Regions from separate parts of the Mus musculus genome. Here regions 1 and 3 are each linked to region 2. Evidence: chromatin contacts called from public Hi-C and promoter capture Hi-C data. All regions are on one chromosome and are shown on one strand. Each heading gives the region's core, a stretch centred on a gene start, on an enhancer-like site or on the middle of the called end of the contact. The rest is flanking DNA. Distances are from core to core; before and after follow the strand shown.

What was found. Promoter capture Hi-C pulls out the DNA fragments that hold promoters and counts their contacts. Hi-C and Micro-C count contacts between places; a contact is called where the count stands out from the background.
Region 1: a contact with region 2 is called in a Hi-C map of uterus, with 5 times the contacts expected there. The contact joins the promoter of Mtr here to the promoter of Gtpbp4 in region 2. A contact is called at or near these places in 1 of 39 promoter capture datasets (pre-B cells) and 1 of 484 Hi-C or Micro-C datasets (uterus).
Region 3: a contact with region 2 is called in a promoter capture Hi-C map of the HPC-7 cell line. The contact joins the promoter of Heatr1 here to the promoter of Gtpbp4 in region 2. A contact is called at or near these places in 3 of 39 promoter capture datasets (the HPC-7 cell line, cranial neural crest and pre-B cells) and 3 of 484 Hi-C or Micro-C datasets (LSK cells, extraembryonic endoderm stem cells and uterus).

What each region holds. Positions count from the first base shown.
Region 1 is chr13:12,256,814-12,259,627 of GRCm38.p6, reverse strand. It overlaps Mtr (5-methyltetrahydrofolate-homocysteine methyltransferase), which reads left to right and starts at 1,515. Exons shown (of 33, transcript NM_001081128.3): 1 at 1,515-1,766.
Region 2 is chr13:8,994,404-8,997,431 of GRCm38.p6, reverse strand. It overlaps Gtpbp4 (GTP binding protein 4), which reads left to right and starts at 1,420. Exons shown (of 17, transcript NM_027000.4): 1 at 1,420-1,483. The coding sequence starts at 1,436.
Region 3 is chr13:12,393,883-12,396,705 of GRCm38.p6, reverse strand. Heatr1 (HEAT repeat containing 1) reads right to left here and starts at 1,331. Exons shown (of 45, transcript NM_144835.4): 1 at 1,236-1,331; 2 at 793-966; 3 at 68-284. The coding sequence starts at 934.

The DNA.
Region 1 (2,814 bases), core at 266-2,765, 3.3 Mb before region 2:
CTCCTGCCCCATGCCTGCCTGCATACTGCCATGCTCCCACTTTGATGATAATGGACTGAACCTCTGAACCTGTAAGCCAGGCCCAGTTAAATGTTGTTTTTTATAAGACTTGCCTTGGTCATGGTGTCTGTTCACAGCAGTAAAACCCTAACTAAGACAGGTGGCTACACCATGTGGTGAGGAACCATGGTCACTCCTGTGCCAGGGAAGACATCTCATACCTTCAGCACTTCTCACAATGTAACTGCTTTAGTCATATTCACCTGAAGTTGCAGTTTAGACACATGTTTTTGGGGTGTCTTTCTGGTGTCAAAACTTTTGAGGCACTTTTCAAATTTAATAAGGAACCATGTAAGGGTAGCAGCCCCTCCCTAAAGCATTCTGAGGTAGGGGGTATCCATTCTTCAAATGAATGTGAGTGAAGCAGCCCAAGGTGCTTCCTTAATTCCTCTGGAGTGATGCTGTGCCATGCTGGTCTTTGCTTCTAGTAATAAAACATCAAATTAGGTTTGGAGGGAACTTTGATCTTCCTAAGGGAAAAAAATGTTATGTTTTATTTGTGTATTTCCTCTGACTAAAAAAAATATACCCTTCCTTTAAGACCCAACTACTTTGTTTGTTTGTGTGTGTGTGCGTGTGTGCATTGTATGCATGTCTGTGTGCTAAGATAAATGAGCTCCTGTATTGCAGAGCCCAAAGGAGACCATCTGTATTCTCCTTTCTCACTATCCACCTTATTTCTTTAGCCAGGATTGTTTTCTGAACCTGTAGCTCACTGGCTTTTCATTCAGACTGGCAGCTAGCAAAACCCAGGAATCTTCCCGTCTCTGCCCCAGATACTTATTTGCCTTAGAATACCATAAACCCTTTGGGATGTTTCCTACTTTCTTCTTTCCATGTTTAATTATTTGTGCAAGTTCTTACTGGCCCACTTGTGCTATCCAAGTGTGTATCTCAACTTGAGTGTTTTACTCAGTAAATGTTTAGTATCAGTGTGGCCATTAGCATCTATAGTGCCTCATAATTTCCATAGTGTACTCACGGGTTCTTTTTTTAACCCCTGTTGCAAGCCTATAAATTAATAGTCACTTTCATTCTAGTCTTTCTTTTCTGTGGATGAGGGAGACAAGATATTTAGTGTCTGCAAAACTAAGCTACAATTAATTTTCTGACTTCAGATTCCTGGCCCTTGATACTCCACCACTGATGAGAGCCAATACTATAGTATGAATTTTTCGACTAGAACTTGGAGAGGTCTTTGGGAACCATTTCCAGAACTCAGGGAAGAGACGCTCTGGTCTCCATAGGGACCCAGTACTCAGGACTACATCTCCCATAGGGCCACGGAGCAAAGCCTCCGGCGATTGGGTAACGACCAACAGCCTATACACGGCGGCGAGGAGCTGTTGAGGGCCAATCACATGCCGGGAAGGGGGCGGGCCCTCCTGCCGGAGGCTAGATTGAGCGGAGAGCTAACGGCGCAGTGGCGGCGGCGGCCGTCTCTACGTCGTCAATTCCTTTAGTCTGTCGCTGCGGCCTTGCTCTGTAGCGGGGAGCTCTGCGCTTGGGAGTTCCGTAAGAAGCGCGTGCCCGAGGCACGGTACCCGGAGGCCCGGTGTGTCGGCTCTGGAGCTTCGGGGATCTTGTCAGTTCGTCAGGCCAGAAAACGCTGGCTGGAGCCGCCCGCGGTGGAATTCTTTGGAGATCAAGCCTTCCCTGCTTGAGGAGGACTCTTGGCGGCGCGTCGCCTGCGCTGTTGTCACTCGGTAACTCCTCCATCCAGGTCTAGCGGTTCTGTGGGTGCCTCGGCTCTCCAGGAGTTTCTCCTTCGGAGACCCAGCCTGGAGTTCGGGGGGGACGCGGTCCTTGCTGGGTCTCTTTCTTCACTCACCCGCACACGCTCGGTCCGGTGGCGGAGCGACGAGCGCTGCCTTTAGCGCTGCAACTTCTAGCAACAACTTCCCGCGGGGCTCCTGGGAAGTTCTGCATGATATAACTGTATTCAGTAAATGTTTACGGAAAGCTGTCTGCCCGAGACGAGTTCAGATGCTGGGAGGCCGGTAAGGCAGCCTAGACAGTTGAACCACGTGGGGTTTTAATTTCCTTTTCTACTCTTTACTTTTGGAAACTCTGGCTTTAGCTTGACGGTTGCCTGACTGGACTCTCAGTACCCAGGAGTGGGGATGGAAGGCAGAATAGTAATCGCAAATTACTCGGATATTGGTGGCTCTGGCCTCCACAATGAGAAAAGACACAAAGGGAGTATAATTTCAGTTTTGAGTGTCTTAAAGATTTGGAGAGAGATTCCTATAAGACGTGTGAGTGAGGTAAGACGTAGAGTCGAGAGAATTAGTAATAAGGACATCAGGTTGTGCTTGCCCAGCGGACAGGAAGCTCTGGTTTAGTTAATCCCTAGCTCTGCATAAAGCTAGACTCGAAGGGGTTTACGTCTAAGGCTATTCTCTGGAACACAATGAGTTCTGGACCAGCCTCGGTAACATGAGATCCTGTTTCTTTTTAAGACAGAACAGTGAGTATGGTGTGGCATAGTGTGTAGCCCTAGGAGGAGGGTGAATATCTGACAAATAGGGCTGGTAGAATTGTTCTTGAAACCAGTGGGACATTGCCCGGCAGCACATTGCTGTTGCTATAAAAAAAGATCGCTCTTTTTCATAGAGTTACGGCATGGTTATTTAGTCTTTTAGGGCTTCAGGCTTCTTCCTTTCTTTTTAGAAAAAGAAGAGTAATTGAATATAGTTATTGCTGCAGAAAGCCTCTGAAAATTTAGAATAGATTAAATAGTGATCCCTTGCA
Region 2 (3,028 bases), core at 171-2,670:
TAAAGGCATGCGCCACCACTGCCGAGCCTCACTCAGTTCTTGCTTACTCCAGCCCAAAGATTTATTTATTATTATACATAAGTACACTGTAGCTGACTTCAAACGCACCAGAAGAGGGTGTCAGATCTCATTATGGGTGGTTGTGAGCCTCTATGTGGTTGCTGAGATTTGAACTCAGGAACTTCAGAAGAGCAGTTAGTGCTCTTACCCGCTGAGCCATCTCACCAGCCCGAGACTGTCCTTTCCAACAGCACAGAGAGATGCATTTAGTCAGAAAAGCAGAAAGTAAATGCTCTTGGGAAATACCCAATTTAACATATCTGGAGTCTGATTGAAAATGTCTGATTGTAATTAAAAAAGACACCAGGCTGAAAGCAACTTGTATTATCAAAGTAGTCCACACTGGGGCTGTGAAGGAGAAAGGAGAAAGGAGACTTTGAGGAGAGGAAGAACCTTGAGGATTATCTAGTTAGGGAGAGACTCAGGAAGGTAAATTAGCAAAGAAGACTGCATTCTAGACATCAAGTACCAGAATGATGGATGTCACAGAAAAATAGGGAGAAAGGTTTGAAGAAGATGGCAACACCTGAGAAAGGGTCTTTTAGTTAAAAGATAATCATGAGGCAAGAGTAGATGGATTAAGGTAAAGAAATGGGTGGCTTAATTAAACTGACAGGGAAAACGCAAGTGGGAAGGTTGGCTTCAATCCATGTAGGTCTGTACGGATCAGACTTTGTGTCTATGTCTGGTGCCTGGGTTCTGGGCAGCTGTGTGGGGGGCAGAGTTTTTTCACTGGCCCATGTCAGGTGAAGGTCAGGTGAAGGTGGAGCACCCACAAACCACCTCGAGACTGCAAGGTCAGGAGAGGAAACTCGGGCCACCTGGAAGTATGCAGTCTACTCCATTAACAGAAGCCCCGTCAACATAATTTACTCGAATAAATAACTTTCCACACTGCCAGGCGACAGACAGCCTTTCTTGCTCAAGGGACACCAAAGTGATGCAGAAGCCCCGCGCTGCGTCTTCCCGCTCGTCACTCGCTCTGGCCGCGGCGTCCCCAGAGGTGGCTGGAAACACCCTTTGGAGCCCCGAAGCCGGCTTGGGTGAGGGCAGTGTTTCCTGAGAGCCCCGCCAAGGTGGCCAGCCGGGAGTCTCCCTTTCACCCCGCAAGGTTATCTCTCCCACCTCTAAACCCAGCAGATCTCTACCGCGGCTCTTGGCGGCGGACTTCCCGGCCGAGCGGGGACGCTGTGGGACTAGAAGCCTGTCTAGGCGGACGCGTGGGCCACGCCTCGCGGACATTCAGGAAATGATGTAACGCTTGAGTCCGGCAGCCAAAGTTGTGTCACGCCGGATAGCGGAAGTCCCGCCCACCTCCGCCGGCGGAAGTCCGGTCCTCCGCTTCTCCTGGTTCCTCGTGCGTTCCACCGCCGGCATGGCGCATTACAACTTCAAGAAGATTACGGTGGTGCCGTCTGCCAAGGTAGGGGTGACAGAGGTCGTTTCCGCCTATCTCCATTTCCCCGACAAGTCGCCAGGGAGGGTCCAGGCCTGTATCCCCGAGACTGGGGGAGGGAGGACACCGTGCAGTCCCTCGGCCCTCAGTGCGGAGCTCCGCTTGCTAGGCTTTGTCCTCGCGACCCTCGGAGATCAGTCCCACTCTCTGAAACCAAGCCCCTCTCCTGCTGTCCTTGGGTACCCTAAGCCCTAGAATCCCTCCAAGACATCAGGGCCGTTCCAGAGCCTATGATTCTTGTGTGGCCTGCCGACGGGACAAAGTGTCTGGGTGGTGGCCACAGTAAGGAGCAGGGTAGGAAGCCTGAAGGGGCCAGTGGTGAGCGTCGTGTGAGTACCCTCCCCTTTAAGTAGAATTTGATTCGTGACGTCACGGTCTAAAAAGATTTTAGGTAGCTGTCATTTTGTCGTTGGACTTAAAAGATGCAATTGGTTATAAGCACGCAAGTAGCCAGGCCCACATTATGTAACGTAGCAAGATGCTTTCCTCCCAAATGTCGAGAATGAGGTAGGCTAAAGAACCTAAAAGGATACACCGGTTTCTCTGGCAAGCCATGGGCATTAAATTGCAGAATCAGTTAGAGGAACCAGTGTCACTATCGTTAAATTGACCGCAGTGTGGGTGTTTTCGACATCCCCCTTTCTGAATGAGCTTGCTTTGAAAACTTGTGTAAAGAACTAGTATTTTCTGGTGGGCGTGGTAGTGCACGCCTTTAGTCTCAGCACTAGGGAGGCAAAGGTAGGCGGATCTCTGAAAGACCCTGTCTTGAAAAGACAAAAACCATGTTTCCACTAGTTGTTTTCCTTACACGTCTCTGTATTTCTCCTTTCTTCCTCTTTCTGATATCCATTCTGATACGTTTTTCACACGTTTGTAATAATTGGAAAGAAACTACATGTAGGAATCACATTTTGTTTTAGCCCACGAGACTGTCGCCACTACTTCTCAAGTGCATGTTGAAGGAACTCGTACACTTTTTATTTCACTGGAAATAGAGTTCATTGGGTCAAAGGAACTTTGTTGATATAATTGACCTAGGAAAGGCAGCCTTTGTCTCTGTTGCCCTGAAGGAGGTCTGTTTGCAGATGAGTTTGCATGTGTGTAGATAGGTGGTGGGAAATAAAAAGTCAATCTGAAGAGTATGGGGTGCTTTTGTAAAGTGTGTGCCAAGTTCTGTGTATAGAAACACATAGAATAGTCTGCGTCTTTAAGAATCATATTCTGGGGGCTGGCGAGATGGCTCAGTGGTTTAGGAGCGCCGACTGCTCTTCCGAAGGTCTCGAGTTCAAATCCCAGCAACCACGTTACGTCTGTAATGAAATCTGATGCCCTTTTCTGGAGTATCTGAGGACAGCTACAATGTACTTATATATAATAAATAAATAAGTAAATAAATCTTAAAAAAAAAGGATTTTCTGAAGGAATAACTGAATGTGTTTATACCCACCGCAGTATGATGGAGAAGTGTGAGCTCCAATTGGCCCTCTGTATGAGTTCAAATCCAGAGTCAAC
Region 3 (2,823 bases), core at 82-2,581, 3.4 Mb before region 2:
TAACCTTTGAAATTTGTGAAAGCAATCTAGCTTACCAAGTGTTGGCAACTAATGAAGGTTTAGCTACCTGTGAATCAGCCATTCCAGACACTTCTGCGCTGGCTTGAGGAGGAAATAAGGAGACAAGTGAAGGAGGAACGATGAAATGTTTTCATCCAGCTGCTTGTTCACTGCTTTGGTCTGGACGCTGCGCTCCAAGCCTTTTGCCAGCTGGCTGAACAATGGCGCTTCAAACTGTTCAAAGGCAGGGTCAATCCCAAGAAGCTCCTCCAGGCCAGTGCATCCTAGGAGGAGAGTCACGTGTAACTTCTTTGTAGGCAAACCCAACAGATACTCTCCTGTTCTCCTCACCCCCAAGCTCATGAACTCTGTTACCATGTGTTAGACACTCTCAAACACTGGCTTTAGTTGTTAACATATAGGATAAATCTGACCCCCACTCACTAGGAGAAAAGAAAGTACTTCATGACAAGAACTCCACCCGAGCCCTTCTTTTTAGTCATTAAAACTACATCTAGTTCTGAAAGTCTCCTCTCACACCACAGTCATTGTCTCGGTTTCTTTACTTTTCTTCCTTTTTACATATTAGTTAGTTTGTGAAATTTCAGATACCATTATTTATAAATACATTCACACATCTAGCAGTATTGCTGTTTCCCACCCCCTTACCAAGAAAACAAGGTACTGCTCGGGAAGCGAACGGGGGGGGGGGCAAGAAAATACAGAACCTCCCCCCCCCCCAACTCCCCGATATCATGCTCTGGGAGCTTTGCTAAGTGAAAGGTGGCTCACCGATGGCAAAGGCGGTGTCCCTGTCGATTGTGGCCGCCTCCTTGGGGTCAAATAACAGAGAGGCAACTTCACGTCTCGATAGGAGGCTGGGATCAGTTTGAGGGAGGGCGAGTCGCTGGAGCTGCTGGGCTAAGGACGTCATCTTGCACGGAGGCGGATGTCTCAAAACACCGGCTAAGAACGAACAGCGTGAAAAGTTTTTAGGAAACGTCAGGCGCCTTAACAGATGGCAGGCCAGGGCTCATGCTCTGGCAATACAGCGCTCAGTCCTTTCGAGGACACAGAAACTTGCTTCCCCGACCCTCCAGGACCCACCACAGCAATTGCGTTAACTACGCCTCCGCAGCACCAGCTTTCCCCAGCTCTGCACCACGACCTCACGGCCCACCCGGCCACCCGTTCCAAGTCACGGCCGCGCCTAGCCGCACCGTGCTCCTCCTCACCCTGAACTCGGAATATCAGCAGGATTAGACAGCTAACAACTCCTCAGATCAGCTCCCACATGGTGCCGGCACTGTCCCGGAACTCTAAAGCACGCCTCATAGGAACTTCCGGCTTCTCACTACGGCAAGAGAAAAGGGACACCTTTGTAGAAAACGCAATACAACGGCCCCGCCTCCGTGACTCTAAGTTCCGCCTATTCAGGCCAGCCATTTAATTCCCCGCCTACTTTCCCCTCTAAGGGCCTGAACCTCAAAGCCCCACCCTCCGCTCGCTCATCCAGTTAAGCTCCGCCTTCCATCCGCACCTCTTTCCAAGACACCACATTTATTCCACGCCCCTCCTTTAAGCTCCACCCTCACGAAAATGTGCTAAGCCACGCCTACAGTACCTCCCCCTTCTTTCCAGAAAGCCACCTATAAGTCCCGCCCCTCCGCTCCTTGGTGCTACAGCTCGCTTCTCTAGGTACCCGACGCCTCGCTCAGTGTTGCTATGTGCCTTCAGGCTTAGGTCTGGGATTCTTTTTCCCCAACCGCCTTTGGGAGCTTTACGGGTGTGTAGCAGGAACCGGTCATTCACGAGATACTTATCCAGCCTGCGAGGGGCTGAAGCGCGGGAAGCCGCGTTTCTAATTCTAATGCTACCCGAGGAGGGCACAAACCTAACGTGAGTTGTAGTTCTCAGTGCAATCTGGTTGCTCTGTAAGTAGTAAACACTCGCTGAACGCAGTTACTGACAACCTTATCACCTTTGCCTTGTCTGCAGTCCTAGGGAGTGGTGTTTTTCTTATTCTGTTATTATTATTATTAGAAACATGACATTTTAATTTTTTTAAGTGAAAATAACTTTTTTCAAGATGGGAGGTGGCGGCTCACTTCTTTAATTCCAGCTCGAGGGAGGCAGAGGCAGTCAGATCTGAATTCGAGGCAAGCCTGATTTGTGGAGTGAGTTTCAGAATATCCAGAGCTGCACAGAGAAACCTTGTCTCAAAAACAAACAAAAAACAAAAACAAAAAATACACAAAACTTTTTTGTTTTCATATTCTGGTTACAGTTTCGTTCCACAACTCTTCCCAGATCCTCCAACACTTCCCCTTCCACCCAAATCCACACCGTTTTTTCTCTTTCTTATTTAGGGTACAAACATACGATGATGACGACGAAGGCGATAGGCAAAATAAAAACAAACATCAGAATAAGACAAAACAAAGAGAAGAAAAAAGTGCCAAAGAAAAAGCTCAAGAAACACATATAGAAAGAGACATACCTGCTTATACACACAGAAAGCTTATAAAAATGCAAAACCAGAAACGGAGATATATACGCAAAGGACCTATAAGGAGGGGAAAAGATGCCCTGACAAAGAATTATGAGGCAAAAAAGGTCCAAAAATGCTACAGAGTTAGTTCAAGTTAGCTCATCTTACATTGTCCATATGGTAATTGGGACCTAGCCTTAGGTTTGCACAGTGAGTTAGCTCCACTGTAGAAAACTGATTTGTGAGTGATTGTCAGTGGGAGATACCTCTGGGTTAGGGACAGGGGCTTGTGTCCTTCCTCTCTCAGTGCTGAAAGCCCATCTGCTCCAGAC